2 separate regions of the Mus musculus genome follow, and region 2 is linked to region 1. The links are chromatin contacts, called in public Hi-C maps. All regions are on one chromosome and are shown on one strand. Each heading gives the region's core, a stretch centred on a gene start, on an enhancer-like site or on the middle of the called end of the contact. The rest is flanking DNA. Distances are from core to core; before and after follow the strand shown.

Region 1 (3,277 bases), core at 338-2,837:
AAACAGGAACCCTTGCAGCTAGCAGAGTCGGCTGACAAATCAGTTATATATTTTGATGGACTCTAAATTCGACTTTTATTTTTGCGTTGCTCAGTACACGAACTGAGTCATCTTATTTCACTGGGTATCTGTGAAGTGGGAAACACCCCCCCTCCACCCCCCTATCAAAAAAAATTCCCGGGGAGAAAATTTACATTAATCTAAACAGTATCATCCTGCTATAACATCTACCATTAGTCATAAAGTCCAATGACTTTATAAAGCTTTTCAGCTCTTCTCAAACATGAGCTAAATGAGGAAATCTCTTAATTTTCTGATTTAGCTTTATTTTGAGATTTGATTGGTACATCCCCTATATGTGCAGAGGGGCCTGCAGTCCTCAGGTGAAAAAAAAAAAAAAAAAAGGAAAAGGCGACTTGAGAATTTTCTAAGAATACAGAGTGATTAAGTAATGTTCCTAACATGTGTACTTGCGTTCACTTCATAAACAAAGGCCTATCTGGGGAATTCAGCTTATGTAAGGATTGCTGGGTAGTATGCCTGTAACTGCATTTAAAATACAATGATGGACTGGTGTCATTTATTTCTGAAGTCTACAGTTACCGTATCATTTCTTATATTTCCCGAAGCCGTTGTCCATTTGGCGCTGTGAGGCTCAAATGAAGACTGGAGCCTTGGAAAAGGAGGGGAGCAAGCTCTGAGGACAATGACTGCCACGTGTCCCCTCAGAGCAGTCGCCACAAGGACTCAGGGAGCATGAAAGTAGGAAGTGAAATCGGAGGCCTTCCTGTTATGTAACGAATTCATTAAAAAAAAAAAAAAAAGTGACAACTATTCATTCCAGTCAATATCTTCAGCAGCCCTGTGCGCCGGCGGAGAGAGGGAACTCCGCTCTATATGTGCGACAGGACAGGGGGGAAAATATTAAGAAGATGCAACGCTGACCTGAAGGCAAAGCCTTAGGCAAACTTCAGTCAGTGGAGGAAGCAAGCTGAGGACCTGCCTTTCCAAGAGGCCCTTGAAAAGTCAGACAATTCAGGGGGAAGATCATTGAAGAAACAGCGAGAAAGAGTGAAACAGCATGGAACTTTCTGGTGGCTTGCGGTCTAGCGCGGCGCCCAGAACCAGAACGTGGGTTGGTAAGACGTGGGAGGGGGAGGGGAGAGGTTCAACAAGAAGGAAGTGGCATGAAAGAAGGCTGAGGAAGTGGGCTGAGGCAAATGCGTGAAGGCACCAAAAATTCTTAGCAAAACTGTTAATGAATCATCCCACCGTTACATGAAATGTGCCAAGGAACCTATTTATGAATATCAAACTCCTTTGGGGTGTCTGGCGATTTTTTTCCTTTCTCTGTCTTGAACACCTGTACACACACACTCTCTCTGTCTCTGCTCTCTCTCTTCTCCTTCACACACACACACACACACACACACACACACACACATTAGGCTTTTCGATGTGTCTCCAGGATGATAGCTTCTCCCAGCATGCTCCACGGAAGGCGGACCCTGCAGCCAGCACAGTCCCGGGGCACCCGAAATCCAGACCAACTCCTGCCCCACCCTGACCCTTGTGCCCTTGGACCTTAGGTAACTTCAGCTCACTCCCGATAGCTCAAGGCACTGGAGAGGATTCCAGGAAGTCATGTGGTTACACAAACTAAGCACTTAAAAGTAACCGCATTGGTGGCAGTCGGCTCTCCAGCTTTACACATTCCATATCCACAAACTCGATTAAGTTCAGATGAAACATTCTAAAAAAAAAGAGTTGGACGTGCACAGCCAGAATACACACTAACATTTTCCTTCTTACCACTCCGCCCCCCCCCTCCGCCCCCCAGGTCGATACAGTACAGGGTTCTACATTTGAGCGGCCTGAGCATGCGCATCTCTGAGGCCCTGCACAGGTCCCCTTCCTGTTCTAGTTTAAACACACGCGCGGGCCACCCTTCTCCAAACGGTTCTGAGGTAGAAGTATCAATCAGGTTAAAACACTGGGATCCTTTTTAATCTAACAGTCCTGACTGTTGCAAGGTACAACATACAAAGGAGACGAAGTTTAAAACACTCCTGCCAGACAGGGACTGCTAACGAAATGTCATCAGAGACCACTGCAAACTGCCACCGTAGAACCTGAGGTCCGGAAGAGCCCTCCCTCCCTCGTGCTGCTACCATGAGTAAGACGCTGTGCTCTGTAGGCAGGCATGGCAGGTGGATGCTTCAGCAAGCCAAACGTGGTTGGCACTAACTCTGCCATATTCAGTGTTATTCCTTCCCAAATGTAAGGGGGAAATGTTGACAAGCCTTCACAGCATTTTTTTTTAAATTACATTCTTATTACTATCTCTGATGAAAATCTTTGGAGTACGTTTTTTTTCCCCCTAGTATTTTCTGGACCTTAAGCCTCTCCTCCGGAGACCCCACTGTTTTTTGGGTTAGTTTTACTTTTTGCCTTGAAACCAGCCAGGCAGATGAGTACTGCAAGTAAAGAAAGATTAATGGCCAGACACCAAAACTTCCAGAAATTCACTCTTCATAGAAAAAAGTGGTGAATTCCATTTAAATTTAGCTATGCAGACATCCTTTTTTAAAAAGTTCATTTAATAGAAGCCAATTACAGTAAATTCTTGGTAAATTTGACCTCAAGGTGTGTGTTGACAAGTCATCACTTTTTTTTTCTTTTTCTTGTTTTGGTTTTTTGTTGTTGTTGTTGTTTGTTTGTTTGTTTGTCTTGCTTCTGATTTTGGTTTTAAGTTGTCCTGCTAGAGTGGTTTCCAACAGTTAGAAACACAGGTTTTCACCATGTGTGCAGGACAGTGTATATGTAACATCAGTCCTGGGCTTGACTGACAGTTCTAAATGAATACAAGCTGAGAGATGGTACAATACTTCGAGGCTATATGCTTCAGTCGCTTAAAAGAATTCCCTGTGTAGACAGGACCTTTCCTCCAAAATGTAGAGACATTCATTTGCATGGCCTTCAGCCTTAACAAATAATCCAGACAGCCCTACAAGAAGTAGCAGAAGCCAGCAACACAATTGCTCTTGTTTTTTGGAGACTGAATGGAGAAGACCTCTCATATTTTGTGTAGTCAGAAAACATGGGCATTAAAAACCTCATTGTCAAAAATCACTCACACTGCCAGGCCACCCTTGGTAACATACGACCTAAGATGTTAACATATCCACCAACTGACTCTAAGGAAGATTTAAAAAAAAAAGGAAAAACAACCACAGAAGCTAAAATTAAACCACCTCCATTAGAATTACTAGCAGCA
Region 2 (3,356 bases), core at 390-2,889, 650 kb before region 1:
CACTTAATCTCAGCACTTGGGAGGCAGAGGGATGCAGACATCTATGAGTTTGAGACCAGCCTGGGCTACAAAATGAGTTCTAGGACAACCAGGGCTATCCTGTCTCAAAAAAAGGATAATATCATTGAGGGGGTTGGGAAGTTGAAGCCGCAGTGGATGGATCACATACACTGAGCAAAAGTTCAGATCCCCAGAATGCAGGTAAAAGCTAAGAAGGCATGATGGCTGCCTGTAATCCCAGCACTCAGGAGACAGAAGTAGTGGGATCTCTGTGAGTTTGAAGCTAGCCTGATGTGGTGGTTTGAATAGGTATGGCCCCAGCTGTCCTGGAACTCATTATGTATACCAGACTGGCCTCGAACTCAGAAATCCTCCTGTCTCTGCCTCCCAAGTGTTGGGATTAAAGGCATTGCCACCCCTGCTGGGTCCCAAACATTTTTTTTAAAGATTTATTTATTATATGTAAGTACACTGTAGCTGTCCTCAGATACTCCAGAAAAGGGCATCAGATTTCGTTACGGATGGTTGTGAGCCATCATGTGGTTGCTGGGATTTGAGCTCGGGACCTCTGGAAGAGCAGTCGGCGCTCTTAACCACTGAGTCATCTCGCCAGCTCACCCCAAACATACTTTTTGAAAAACCGAATGAGGAAATGAATAATGAAGTCTAGGCAACTGTACCCTCCACCCACGGGTGATCTCAACATTTGAATAAACGATCGTGTGCTTGCTTTTCTTCTTCGAGTGTTTTGCTTATTATTGTTCTAATTAAAGGCAATTTTCTAAAACGCCGGTGTTTGAACCAAGGGCCTCTTGTGCAGCTGCCATGCCACGAAGCTACCCTCCAGCACGAATTCTTAATTCATTTGTTTATGTGCTCGTGTATTAATAGATTCAATTGCTAAACACTCTCTCAGCAGCAGATCTGCAGTACTGGCTGAGCTCGCCATAGCAAACACCTTTTCTTTCTCTGTATTCCGAAGCAGTGGGAATGCATAGCTGGAGTGAAGCATTAGAGAGCGCTGCAGTTGTAGTTCCGCAGTGTGTCCGGCAGATGGCGATGCCGAGATCACCGAGTGCGGTCCTCAAAGCTGAAGGTAGGAAGGATCTGATCGGTTTCCAAATGCTGGATGGAAAATCAGAGCAGAACTTGAAGAGAGGCAGAAGGATTTGGAGAGGTTTTTTTAAAAAAAGACGGATTTCTGGCAGGCACCCCCAAAGGTTCTAGTCCCGCAGGAATCAGGCGGTCTCTGGGCTCTCTTCTGAGGATGCTCCCGCAAATTAAGAGGTCTGGGACCCACTGGCGGGAATTTCTAGGTCCTACTCAGCTGACTGGGTGAGGAAGAGATGCCTCTGGTTCCACTCTGAGTCTCTTATTTATCTCTGTGACTTTTCCGTGTGTCCCCGCCCCACCGCCACTAGCAGAGCGTAGGTGATAAAGATGATGCTGTTCCGTCTGCCGCCCAAGTTTGCTTCAAGGCTGAAAGGGTATCCGGCTGTTGGCAGCGAGGATTTAAGACTGGTCTACTCTGAATCAAAGGCAGGTGTGGCTGTTTTAAGAGTTCTCTCTGTTCCTGTGGAGCGGAACACCATCCAGTCTTGTGATTTGAGAACTGGCAACAACAGGAGTTGGCGCAGGGCCATAGCTGGGCTATCTGTACTTCCGCTGCCTCCCTGCCTGCCCAGCCGCTGTCGCCACTCCTCGCCACTGCTGCACGTGGGGGTGGTTCCTACTCTTCTTTGGGGTCATCGTTACCATATTATCCAAAAGATAAGGCTTAAAAGAAGGAAAATATCTAGAGTAATAATAAAGAATGGCATTGTTATATCGACTGGAACGCTCCACATAGTTACTCAACGCTAACACCTTCTTAAAGGGATTGTTCAAAGGGGTTGAAGGGTTAGGGATGCTACAGTAAGCAAGGATGCATTCTACGGAGAGGCCGCGGAGCACAATCACAGAAACTGGATTTTTTTTTTTGTCCTATTTAATGCTGTGTGTCATGCAAGGTCTCTCCAAAGAGGTGCCATTGAGCAGAGACTTAGCTGGTGAGAAGTGCCACCACACTGAGACCTGGGAGGAGGGCTCCTGTAGAGAGGAGAGGCAAGTTGTCAAGAAGAACCGGGCAGAGGCTGATGCGTAAGGGGGTGAGGGGGCTGACCTGGCGACGTGCTGGACAGGCAGGGAGCCGGAGGGGAGGAACTCCGGACTGAGTGGTCAAGCCTGCTTGTCCAGCTCTGTCCTGGCCTCACCCTGAGGCAGGAGCTATTTGCTTTTCCCCTGGGAAAATGTCACCAGGGCAGATGGGACTCTGGAGTAGTGATGGAAAGTTTTGGAAAACAGATGTGCACAGCGGAAGTTGGGTATTATATAACAGTTTTGTGCACCGAGGTAAGGCGGACTGAATGGCGGCTTCCATTTGGTTTCCTTCCGAACATGCCCCTTGTGTTCCTATGTCTGTTGCTGCTTTTAATCGGTCACTGTTTGCACCGACACTCCACACTGTCCACTCTGCCCGGTTCTGTTCTTCACTGGCCTTCCTCAACCCACTCTCCTAGCTCTCCTCTCTCCTAGCTCAGCAGGGAACTGTCTGAGCTGCTCTGCCACAGCTCTCAGCCAGTAAGTCTCAGGTTTCTAGGTCAAGTGAAATTAGAGCCCCATATTTCCTTTTGTGTAAAGGGCTATCTCTAGCTCGCACCCAGGGCCTCCCCTTCTGTGCATTAAATGATGCCAGCGGAGCTTTCCAGTCATATTTGAGCCAATGTTTCCCCTTCAAAGACTTCCCTGGGACTAGGGAGGTGTCCTGATCAGATATTCAGTGATACACACAAGTTATGATTATACTTTATCCTGGGAAATTACAAAGAAATGCCTTTGTCTTTAGTTTCAAAAAGAGCACACTTTCTTTAGGACTCAGTTGAATGACCCTTGCCCTCACACCTCTCCCTAGATACTGCCAGGAGGAGAATTTTGCCCAGTTTGTTCCTTTCAGATATGGGTCTAATAAGCCTTGTGCTGGCTAGTTTTATGTCAACTGGACACAAGTTAAAGCCACCTGAAGAGGAGGGAACTTCAATTGAGAAAATGTGTTCATAAAATGGGGCTCTAGGCAGGCTGTAGGGCATTTTCTTAATTAGTGATTGATGGAGAGGGCCCAGCTCATTGTGGGTGGTGCCATCCCTGGGCTGGTGGTCTTGGGTTCTATAAGAAAGCAGGCTGAGAAAGGCATGGAGAACAAGTCAGTAAGCAGCCCCCCTCCATGGCCTCTAAGTCAGCTCCTGCCTCCAGGTTCCTACCCTGTTTGAGTCCCTGTTCTGACTTCCTTCAGTAATGAGCAACGATATGGGAGTGTAAGC

The links. A called contact is a pair of places that touch in the nucleus more often than the background predicts.
Region 2: a contact with region 1 is called in a Hi-C map of regulatory T cells, with 7 times the contacts expected there. The contact joins two enhancer-like sites. A contact is called at or near these places in 1 of 39 promoter capture datasets (hippocampal neurons), 6 of 484 Hi-C or Micro-C datasets (CD8 T cells, the G1E-ER4 cell line, LSK cells and 3 more) and 8 of 115 datasets of contacts at active chromatin or transcription factors (the 230-238 cell line, Th17 cells, bone marrow-derived dendritic cells and 5 more).

What each region holds. Positions count from the first base shown.
Region 1 is chr14:75,177,336-75,180,612 of GRCm38.p6, reverse strand. All of the region lies in intron 2 of Lcp1 (lymphocyte cytosolic protein 1), which reads right to left. Among named protein-coding and RNA genes, the nearest start is that of Gm15628, 42 kb to the right of the region's middle. Within about 2 kb of position 1,587, at least 161 of the 459 cell types and tissues checked have an H3K27ac peak or open chromatin away from gene starts, as enhancers often do. A contact at or near this core is called in CD8 T cells, Th1 cells, Th17 cells and 3 more, where this site is marked.
Region 2 is chr14:75,827,309-75,830,664 of GRCm38.p6, reverse strand. No RefSeq gene overlaps it. Among named protein-coding and RNA genes, the nearest start is that of Gm4285, 16 kb to the left of the region's middle. Within about 2 kb of position 1,639, at least 147 of the 459 cell types and tissues checked have an H3K27ac peak or open chromatin away from gene starts, as enhancers often do. A contact at or near this core is called in CD8 T cells, Th1 cells, Th17 cells and 3 more, where this site is marked.